Regions from separate parts of the Mus musculus genome. Here region 2 is linked to region 1. The links are chromatin contacts, called in public HiChIP or PLAC-seq maps. All regions are on one chromosome and are shown on one strand. Each heading gives the region's core, a stretch centred on a gene start, on an enhancer-like site or on the middle of the called end of the contact. The rest is flanking DNA. Distances are from core to core; before and after follow the strand shown.

What was found. HiChIP or PLAC-seq counts read pairs in DNA pulled down with a chosen protein or histone mark.
Region 2: a contact with region 1 is called in an H3K27ac HiChIP or PLAC-seq map of cardiomyocytes, with 2.3 times the contacts expected there. The contact joins the enhancer-like site here to the promoter of Cpeb1 in region 1. A contact is called at or near these places in 2 of 39 promoter capture datasets (both in embryonic stem cells), 1 of 15 datasets of contacts at CTCF or cohesin (the NIH/3T3 cell line), 1 of 484 Hi-C or Micro-C datasets (nephron progenitors), 2 of 115 datasets of contacts at active chromatin or transcription factors (cardiomyocytes and pancreatic cancer cells) and 1 of 9 other capture datasets (liver).

Annotation. Positions count from the first base shown.
Region 1 is chr7:81,451,833-81,457,115 of GRCm38.p6, forward strand. Cpeb1 (cytoplasmic polyadenylation element binding protein 1) reads right to left here and starts at 2,926. Exons shown (of 12, transcript NM_007755.5): 1 at 2,802-2,926. The coding sequence starts at 2,816.
Region 2 is chr7:81,723,050-81,728,332 of GRCm38.p6, forward strand. No RefSeq gene overlaps it. Among named protein-coding and RNA genes, the nearest start is that of Gm42400, 5.8 kb to the right of the region's middle. Within about 2 kb of position 3,067, at least 47 of the 459 cell types and tissues checked have an H3K27ac peak or open chromatin away from gene starts, as enhancers often do. A contact at or near this core is called in cardiomyocytes, where this site is marked.

The DNA of each region.
Region 1 (5,283 bases), core at 1,676-4,175:
GTGAGCCTCAACTTCAAACTAGTCTTCAGGTTGAATCCAACATTAAAGATGTTCTATTTGATCCAAACTGTTTTAAGTTTTTATTGCTGTACTTATAAGCCAGAGATTCTTCAAAATGGGGAGGTGTCAAAGGTCCATCAACTCTGGGCATGAAGTTTTCAGTAGTCAATTAATGAACACTTCCTTTAGAGCAGCATATACATATACACTATAGGTCAATGGTTACTACTCTTCCCTCTTTTTCAACTCATTTACTTTACCTTGGTATAATTTAGGTTTATAAATCACTTAAAGGTTTGTTTGTTTGTTTGTTTTTAGTGAGTCGATTGCACCAGATACAAATACTTCTCAAAACAGCCATTATCAATAGCTTCTTGTTAACAAGTTTGGTGCTGTTCTTAGAATCATACAACTTTATCTTCCTCCTCCACTTTCTGCTTTATGAACACTTAATGTGCCACAGCACTGCAATTGCCTATACTGAAAGGACCCCAGAACCATTCCTAACTGCAAATGTCCCCAGGTTCATTAAATGCGTGTGTCAGCTCTCTAACTCCTGTCTGCTCTGCAGGCTGACACAGCCTCCCTTCCACACTGGGGGGCCTCTGCCAGGGAAGCTGTCTGTAAAACAATCATTGGGAGGGGAGCAAGTGTTTTTATACTACAAAGCTGACTTACCTCTACACTTGTCAACTTTCATTAAACAGAGCAGGCAGTGCCAAATGACTCAAATTTAGATAACTGTGAGAAGTAAGAGGGTGGGACATGGTAAACGCTACAGAAAATGCCCCGTGAGTTCCAGGCAAGATCTTACAAGAAAGGGTAAACGGTAAGTGGTGACTCTTGAACACTACTGTCCTTAGGGGCTCCTAACAGGCTACAGCCCCAGTGTACGTTCAAAGTCGGCGGTCCATTCCTTTCTACATACAGGGAAAACAATCTTGAACTTCTTGTCTTGTTTTGCCTGTTGTATTTTTCTGTTGTTTAAAAAAAAAAAGAAAAGAAAAGAAAAGAAGAAAAGAAGATCTTGTGTCCTTACACTCAAAAAGAGCATGCGAAAGTGGAAACTCGCCTCATCAAAGTCTCCACTGGTACACGTGGCCCGAATCACCTAAGAGGTGGCCTGGAGAAAGCTGGTACACGCGTGCCTTTCCAGAACACTAAACTCGACCCACTGGCCCCAGCAAATGACGCAGCCCAGCAGTTTACCCAGGTGCCAGAAGAGAGTGGGGAGGCAGCCCGGTAGCCAGGGAGACCAAAGGAAGCAGTTGCCAGAGAAATGCGTTCATCAGAGTCGGGCCTGGAGGCCGCGGTGGGGGATGGGGCGGCCTGAGGCTGGCAGCCCCAGGCTATTCCAGGTCTCCGGTGCTTCCGACATTTCCACAGGCTTAATTCTATCTGAGGGCAGGGCAGAGTCAGCCTGCAAGGCACAAAGTGCCACTACAGAGCACGGTGCTAACTAACGCCTGCGAGGCTGCACAGAACGAGGCTGCATAGGACCCTGGAGCCCAGGTGCTCCGTGCTTTCTGGTGTTGCGGGCCACTTTGCAGGAACCGTGGCCTTGCAGAGCCCCCTGGAAATGAGGCTCGTGACCGTGAGAGGCTGGAACCGCACAGCAACCCACACGGGTGGCCTGCGCTGCCCACCGAGGACGCTCTTTGCTGACATGGGTCCCCCTGCCTAGGCATGGGCCTCCCCCCACACACACCCCGTTGCGTCTAGGCCCCCAGTGAAGCAGCCTTGTCAGCCCTACCCGCCCAGCGTCCAGCCTCCGCTCCCCCAAACCAGAGGTCAGGGCTGGAGGCCACGCGAGCCCATCTGCAACCCGACACCCCCGAATTTGGACACCTGGCCTTGCTGGCTGAGAAACGCTGAGCGACACCCTCGAGGCCACATGAGTGCGTCCCGCCAGGCCGCCCGAGTGAGGCAAGCGGACGCCGCCGAGGACTAGCTGGCTTCCCGCCTGCGCCCCCTCGCGGGCTGCTCAACTCCTCCTCCCCTCCGGGCCCGCGCCCCCCAGCCCCGCGAGGCTCCCGGGGACAGCCCTCGAAGCCCGGTCACACGCACGTGCGACCTCACCTGGCCCGGTCCACCCTCGGGGCTAGGGCTCCGGGAGCAATCGAACGTGTGAAGCCACGTGACTTCCCCGGGCTTGGAAAGAGCGCGGCCCGCACGAGGGGCCCGAGACCTCGGCTTTAAAGGAGCCATGTCAGCGCCGTCGTGGCGCGTCTCCCCCTGCGCCGCCCCAGCCTGAGGGGGTCTCCGCGGCTCGCTGCTGCGCCGCCCGCAGCGAGCCGCCAGCCCCTGCCTCCTGCGGGACGCCAAGGCGACTCTCGGGGAGAGAGAGAGAAGGAAAGAGAGAGACGGGAGCCGCGGGCACCGCCGGCCAGCCGGCCGGCCGCTCGAGCTCTCCCGTGCGACGGCTGCGGAAAAAGGAAGTGTTGGCGTCCGGGCGCCCGTCCGCGCGGCCGGCTCCTGTCTGGACGTATGTTCGAGGCCACCGAGAGTTGTGCAAGTGCAGCTCCGAGGCCCCGGCGGTCGCCCCCGAAGGGCCGCGGCGCCTTTAAGCCCAAAGGCCTGAGTCACGAGGAAGCTCCCTGCCCCTCCCCGCGCGCCCCACACCGCTCCACGAGGCCCACGACCGCGGGCATGTGACCGGCGCCCCGCCCGGGACGCTAACCCGGGCGGCGGTGAGGGGGCCCTGTGAAGTGGCGAGACTGCGCGCGGACCGTTAGCCGAGGCGGCCGGCGGGGACAGCAGCCCCGCCCGGCCCGGCCCCGCCCCGCCCCGGCGGCTCTTACCAGAGAGAAAGCCATGGGGTCCGGCGTGGCCCTAAGGGACTGGCGGGCGGGCGGGCGCGCGGGCCGGCGGGTCTGTGCGGCGCGGGACGCGCACACACGTGGGCACTATTTTTGCAGCGAGCAGCGCACGACTCCGCACCCCGGCGGCTTATAAAGCTCCGCGGCGCTGGCCTGACGAGGAGCACCTGTGTCGGCCCCGCCCGGCCTCGTCCCCGCCCCCGCCCCCTGCGCTCCTTCCTGCCGTCCAGACCCGCGCTCCGCCGCCCACCCTGGGCCTGGGGGTCCGAACGGGGGGTGGGGGTTAGTTCTGAGGCTCGAGCCAAGACAGACCACCACTGCCTCCCCGGAGCCCGAGGGGGCTCAGGCCTGAGCAAGTCCCTCGCCCGGTGACCCTGACCATTTCACTCTCCCGCGGGCCTCAGTTTCCCTACAGATTTACAAGACCCTGGGATGCCCCGCTGCGCCGGTGACGTGCGCCCCCCCCCCAAAAAAACGTATAACCACGCCTCTCCTTTGCTAGTGACCTCTCGGGTGGAAGCCCCGGTGGCACCGAACCCAGCCCCTCCACCCATCCCCACCTGCAGCAGACACGCCCTCACTTCAGACCGACTGCCACTGCATCTGGAGCGAGCTGGAACCCGGAGCGCAGGCGTCAGGGGATTCGGGAAAGTTCCGAAAACAGCAGTGATCCTCTTCGGATTGCAGTTCCCCAGGGAAACCGCTCCCGACGCTCCCTCCAGAATGACAGGACGCTTTACTGACAAAATTCGGGGCAAGAGATCAGGGTGAGCGAAGCTGTTGTTCCGAGAGGCGTCATGGGCCAGCTAGGGCTGGACCAGACCGGAAGCCCAAGCGAGCGCAGAGGCGGAGATGGCATTCCGGGCTGCAGACCAGGGAAGGCGGAGAGGGAGGAATGCACTGAGAGGCTCAATCTGACTAAGACCAGCTAATGCGTGTTGGTGCCACAGGAGGGAAGCCCGAGCCCAGTTTCTGAAGGGCTTTTATTCTGCAGCTAGCTGGAAACTAGAGGAAAGGTGAACAAGCTTGGAAGTTGCCAGGTCTCTTTTAAGGTGTTGCTGGAGAGTTGGAGGTGGGAAATAAGCCACTAGGTTGGTTAAGAAAGAGAACAGAGCTTATTGAACATTTCTAAGTGTTTTATATGTTATACTTTTTATTCAGCGCGTATTATACTCAAGGTTCCTCCTGACAGGTGAAGAAGCTGTTACCAACTTGCTGGCAGGTTTGTGAGGCAGGAACGTATAAGCTTCTGCCCAGGGTATTAAGAAAGGAAGCCTACGGTCCTAGCCTAGTGTGTTTGGAGAAGGTGGGGAAGAGGACAGATGCTGGAGTTAAAGTGCAGAGGGAGCTGAATGACAGCTGGCTAGTCTCCATTCTGTGGTCGTTCCCAAGGGTTACTGAAGTCCTAAGCAGAAAGGGTGGTTACAGTATGGAGAACCCATCCCCTTAGGAGCAGCCCAACCCCCATCTTGGCAGCATAGGCCTGATAAATCAAACCTAGTATTTCTTGCTTCTCTTCTCTTCCTATTCTGAGAGGTGCCACACTTAGATGCCTACAACATGGGAACTGTAAGTGAGGGTGTATGAGATGCTCTGAAGACCCAAGGCATATCTGGAAAGACCGATGGCATCTATGACTAAGACATCCATGGTGGCTTAGGCCCATAACTGCAATACTATCACAGATGAGGCAGAAGGAGGGGTGCCTTGCATCCGAAGGCAGTTAGGAACTACAGTCTGAAGGAAGTCTACCTCAAGGAAATAAATTAATTAATTAACTAATTAATTAAATGGAAGGAATAGGTTAGCCGATAGGCATCAGAAACCTCTAAAATATCTCATCTTAAGGTCGCCATGTACCTTAGTAGCTGCCAATTTGTGATCCTTCACATCCAGTCCTCCCTGACCCAAAGTTAAACAAGATAAGAATCTAAGACTTGAAATGGCACCTGAGGGCCTATGGGAATGGATACCTGAAAAAATATAAAGTTTCAAGCTCCCAGCCTATAAGAAAGTAACTTTGAACACAGATTTCTGCTGCTAAATCACCGTCCCTAAACCTAGCCAAAGGCAGGAGGAGTGGAGTATTTTCTGGGCATTCAAGCGTGTACTTCTCACACTTCTAAATGCTTTGCTTGTTAACTCATAGGTAAAGAGGCTGCTGTTCAAAGAAGGAACATGCTTGGCTTCAGCTGTTTGGGAGACTGAGGCAGGAGGGAGGATTGCAAATTTAAAGCCAGCCTGTGAGGACAACTTAGTAAGCCTGTGTGCCCCTACCCTACATTCCCTCACCACACCCCCAGACTCAAGAGTAGAGTTGGGAATATAATCAATAGGTGTGCTTGTCTAGTACATACAAGACTCCAGGGTCAACCCCCAGTATACTACAAAAGAAGGCAATTAAGTGACTTCCTCAAGGACCCCTTGCCAACAGGGGCAAATGGAGAACTCAGACCTGTCGTTT
Region 2 (5,283 bases), core at 1,817-4,316, 270 kb after region 1:
GACAATGAGCAAAATGAACTTCACAACAGTCCTCAAGAAGGAAGGGAGCATGAGGTGGGAACAAGTTCTTCCACAGAGCCCATGAAGTGGAACTTCCCTTTGAATCTCGGTGCTCTCCCAGACATTTCACTGCCCTGCAGTGAGGGGGGAGGGGCACTGCAGGTGAAGGATCGCCTCAGGAACACTGTGGGAAAAGTTTGAGTAGAAATAAAAATTTCAGGCTCTTGCTCCTCTCTGCAGCCACCTTCAGATTAGAGATGGACTTACTCAAATGCCCACAATGGCTAAGAATGAATTTAGTGGTTGGCTCTGGGGAAAGTGGTTTGGTGTCTTTACAAATCACAAAGCAGTAAACCCCAAAAGGACGCCCATGACGTGGTCTGCACATTTTTAATGCCATGCTTTGATGACTTTAAGGAGTAATTCAACTTTGAGGAGTGGCGATGTATTGTAGATGTGTGCAAAATGAGCCTGTTTGGAGAAATAAGTCCTGAGTATCTACAGTTTATTTCAAGGCCGTTCAATACGTTTGAGAGAGAAGTAGGTTAGGGTAGAAACTAAGTTAGAGGGGCTCTGAGTGGCTAATTGCTGAAGCTTTGGGTAAACATGGCCCAAAATATTGTTCTAGTTCTATATGTAAAATGGAGTTTTCCATTAAAAACCCAGAAAGCAGAGAACTCATGCTGAGTGGACAAGTCATCTAATATAAATATATATTATATATTAATATGATTAATATATAACATATTATAAAAATATAATGTGTATTTTAGGCTGTCATCCTCTCATTTATATTATGGTCACTTATGTATAATCATCGTAAAATTCACATAAGTTTTTAAAATATTTATTTGCACATTTATTTTGGGGGGCATACATGCCATGATGCCTATACGGAAGCCAGAGGACACCCTGAGGGAGTTGGTTCTGGGGATCCGTTCAGATCATCACAATGGTTCCGCCCACGCTGTCCTGTCAACTAGATTCTGTGTTTAAAGCACACAGTCCAGGGCCAGGATTTTTTTATACACTGCTCGGCAGCTGCTCGCTTTTCTTTCGCATCTTGGCGGTGGTTCTACTATAACAAAGGAACTTCTCTTTTTAAAAATAGATGTCTTTTTACTTTATTTATATGTATGTGTCTGTGAACTACATGGCACATGGGTACGGGGCCCTCAGAGGACAGAAGAGAGTGTTGATCCCCAGGACCTAGGGTTCTAGGCTGGCGTGGGACACCCAACGTGGGAGCAAACCTCTGTGAAAGCAGCACTAGACCCTAACCACTGAGTCACCTCGCTGACCTTGGAGCTTTTCCTTTGCACAGTTGCATGGTATTTTACTATTCCACCCTGTGCTCTGCAGTGAGTTCTAGGTCTACAGAAATAAATACAGTAAGGCGCCTTTCCCAGAGAGAGGTTGGAAAAGACTTTCTTTTGAGAGGAGAATAAAAAATGAGAAACTTTAGCTTCCAAGTTAATCATGATCTCTGATCCCTTCCGTAGCCCGGGGCGGGGAAGGAAAAGTGATATCTAAAGAGAAGGGACTGAGCTGCTGCAGTGAAGGGTGTGAACTGGGTATTACGTGTGCTTAGCACATGTAAGGCCCTTGACTTCAATCTGCAGCATTGGGGCTAAGAAACATCAGCCAGGTAAACACCACCAACAAGGGAGACCACGGACTGCTGCCCTGCTTCCGCTCTATCCCGTGACTAACGACGGCGCTTGTTTCTGCTCTTGTTTGATTATAGAAGACTTCCTTATGGCAGAAACTGAGAAAGTACGCAAGAAGCAGAAAAAAATCCATAAACGGTTGTAAGCACATTAAAGAGCTGCTTAAAGCATCCAGCATAGTCATAGTGTAATTTACTACGGGGTCTCCCCATCCTGCCCTGCATTGTAGAGATCAGATGCTAGAGCTACTATAAATGCGTATTTCAAGGAAATAAAAAAGCGCCTTAGCACATAGGGTGAAGGAGGCATGTAAAGAATCGCACCCAACATGCACTATTTGAAAATTATTGGGGCTGGAGAGATGGCTCAGTGGTTAAGAGCACTGACCGCTCTTCCAGAGGTCCTGGGTTCAATTCCCAGCAACCACATGGTGACTCACAACCACCCGTAATGAGGTCTGATGCCCTCTTCTGGTGTGTCTGAAGAGAGCAATGGTGTACTCATATACATAAAATAAATAAATAAATAAATCATTTAAAAAAAGAAAAGAAAATTATCTGCATAATATTGAAGGCCCAGCAGTGAATAATCTTAGGGAGGATACGGGAAGAGAAGAACAGAGGCCAACAGCTAAGGGTTCCGGGAGTCTAGCAAGTACTGGAAAGCAAAAAACCGAAGTCAAAAGATAAACTAGAGCAGTAGAACCTTGGTTGTTGTTAAAAGATTATTTCGTTTTGAGGCACAGTTCCACTCCGTAGCCCAGCTTAACCCGGAACTCACTATGTAGTTTAGATTGACCTCAAAATCATGGCCATCTCCTGCTTCAGCCTCCAGGGGGTAGGATCACAGGCAGGAGCCACCAAGCCTGGCTAGAATAGCTTCTTAAGTATCCTCCAGATCCACAGAAGATCCTCTCAAGCCCAGGAAAGAGATGTTTGTTGAATCTAGCATGGAGGTCTGACAACAGTGAAATAGACTGTCTGGCAGGATCTACCCACTGGACCACCCGACCTCCAGAGCATAGGTATTGGCTGAAGCTACAGGCAGGGGTACGGCTTCCTAGGTGAATGCGTGGAATGAGACGAGGACCACGGCAGCATCGTAGGCACCCTGATCTTGGAAAGGACAGCATCGTGGCTACTAAGAGAACTGAGCAATTCCTCAGACCAGGAGTTCTTCCTACCCGAAGGATAGGAGGATGGAGATTCCTGGAGGCTTTGGGAAAATTTAGGGTGTCCAGTTCAGCAAATGATTTGAGAGGGTCCAGGAGGGGCCTGTGTTTTTGGAGCCTGAAAAGAGGTTTCTTATCAGCCAAAGGAAGGCCTCACCGCAAGGGCCCTGACAGACAGGACACTTCCTTTACCAACAATGTAATTTTCACAGAGAACGGCCCTAATAGCGCGTCTCATGCTACCCTCTCGAGCCTAAACTGGATGCTGCTGACTCATGCATCTTTTTTTGTCCTCAGTTCCGATCGTTGTTTCCCATACGAGTCAGTGAATGGCAGGGCCGCTGTTCTTTCTCCTGGAGAATCTATTTCAGGGACAAACAGTGGACAGTCTGTGGCTGCCTGCGCTATTATTATTACCCAAGGCGTAGTGCGACCTTTATAGCTTTCACTTCAAAAGTAAAGAGAACAAATGAAGTAGACACACCATACCAGGTGACTTCTCCAAGCTGGGTGACACCCTTTCTAAAGACAGGAAACCCCAATAGCAGCCCTTACGGCCAGGCTTGCCGAGCAGCCGTGCCTGAAACAACCCCAGCTCCTGTCCAGTCAGCAATCATTTAGATAAAACGACTTGACTCTGGCAATATTAAATTCCACTTGGCAAATATTTATTGAGCAGCAACTGTCTTCCTTGCCTGCTGGAAATGTGGTGTATGGGTTTGCGTAGCACCACATACCCAGATTGGGGGGATGGTGGACCCCGGATCCCTGGTGAGAAGTAAGCCACTCAACAAGAGTGTCTCATTTTAGGTTATAAACACACATCTGGTTTACTAAGAGTATTGTGAGTCTGCTTAACAAAAGTGCTCTTGACTGTGAGCAACACTGGGTTTCTGGAAATTCTCAGCTCACACCTGGCTGCTGGGTCAAGTGCAGCTGAGGGTCATTAAAATTCTTTGATGGGAGTGGAGCATTGAAAAAGCCCACAACCTCCCTCTATAGTCCTAAGCTCCCAAGGGTACTGGGATGGTTTGCTTCATACACGTCAGGAACTCCGTACTTTCTCTCTCAAGGACTCTGAAGCAGGAGGGAGAGGGGAGGAGAGAAGGAGAGACAGAGAGGAAAAGATAGAAGCTGTTGAGGAAGAAAAGCAGAAGGGCTCCATTGCCTGACAGTGTTTTTCCAGGTGTGGGAGTTGTGTATTCATTCATGCATACATACAAAAATAATAATTAAAGAATAATAGGCCATAAACTTGAAAGGGAGTTGAAAGGAAGATATAAAAGAGTTTGAAGGGAGGAGAGGAAGGTGAGGAAATGATGTAATTATATTTTATTTAAACAAAAAGGTAAATTAAAACCAGCAACTAAAGAAATGGTTAGAAAATAACCTTTGTGTATCTATGACCTTCTGTTTTATTGCAGTATATAGAAGACTTATATAACAAAACAGATTTCTTTTTTCCCCTTGATTTAAAAAGTCTATACAAGATGAGCAGTGGTGGCCTATACCTTTAATCCCAGCACTCAGGAGGTAGAGGCAGGCAAATCTCTGAGTTCAAAGCCAGGCTAGTCTACAGAGGGAGTTCTAGGACAGCTGGGACAGCACAAAGAAACCCTGCCTCCCAAACCTAACTAAGTAAATCCACCGGGCAGTGGTGGTGCATGCCTTTAATCCCAGCACTTGGGAGGCAGAAGCAGGTAGATTTCTGAGTTCAAGGCCAGCCTGGTCTACAGAGTGAGTTCCAGGACAGCCAGGGCTACACAGAGAAACCCTGTCTCAAAAAACCAATAAATGAATAAATAAATAAATCCAAACAGGATATCTGTATTTGCGCAATTGTTGTCTTTTCTCATTTCAGTATGTGATAGCGTTGTTCAAAGAAAGAACATATAATTAAAGACAGGGTGACATGTATGACTGCGTGGGTGTGCCCTTCTTGTTACCGTAGTTCTGTTTAGGTTTGGGGCAGTGGGTGAGGAGCGTCTTAATAACACAGTGATTAACCCAGGCTCAGTTTCTGTCATCCGTCAGCTTACTCATCTGTGAACACACAGAACTCACTTCCCTTTTAAAGTTTGGTAGTCTCAGCACTGAGGGAGGGGTATCGGAGCCCAGTTGGCTAACTTGTCTGCCATTGTTCTGCAGAGGCAATTATTTGTGAATAATTTTTAAAGTCCGAAAGATTTTAGGGGATTTCTCGAAGTGAGAAAGAACAGCTCTTGATCCCAGCTCTGATTCTGTAAATTCAGCCCAGTCCTGGACCAGTGCCTCAAAACTTTCTCAAGGAAGAAAAAAGAATGGCCACGGGCGCTTTCCTCTCCTGCCGCAGGCAGGACTGATCCCTGGCCGCTGTCTCTCCAAAGTGTGCACTGGGGATTGGGTGAACTTAGAGCCGGATGTCTGGAACTGACTTCCTTCTGGGTGGTGACTCCATCATCC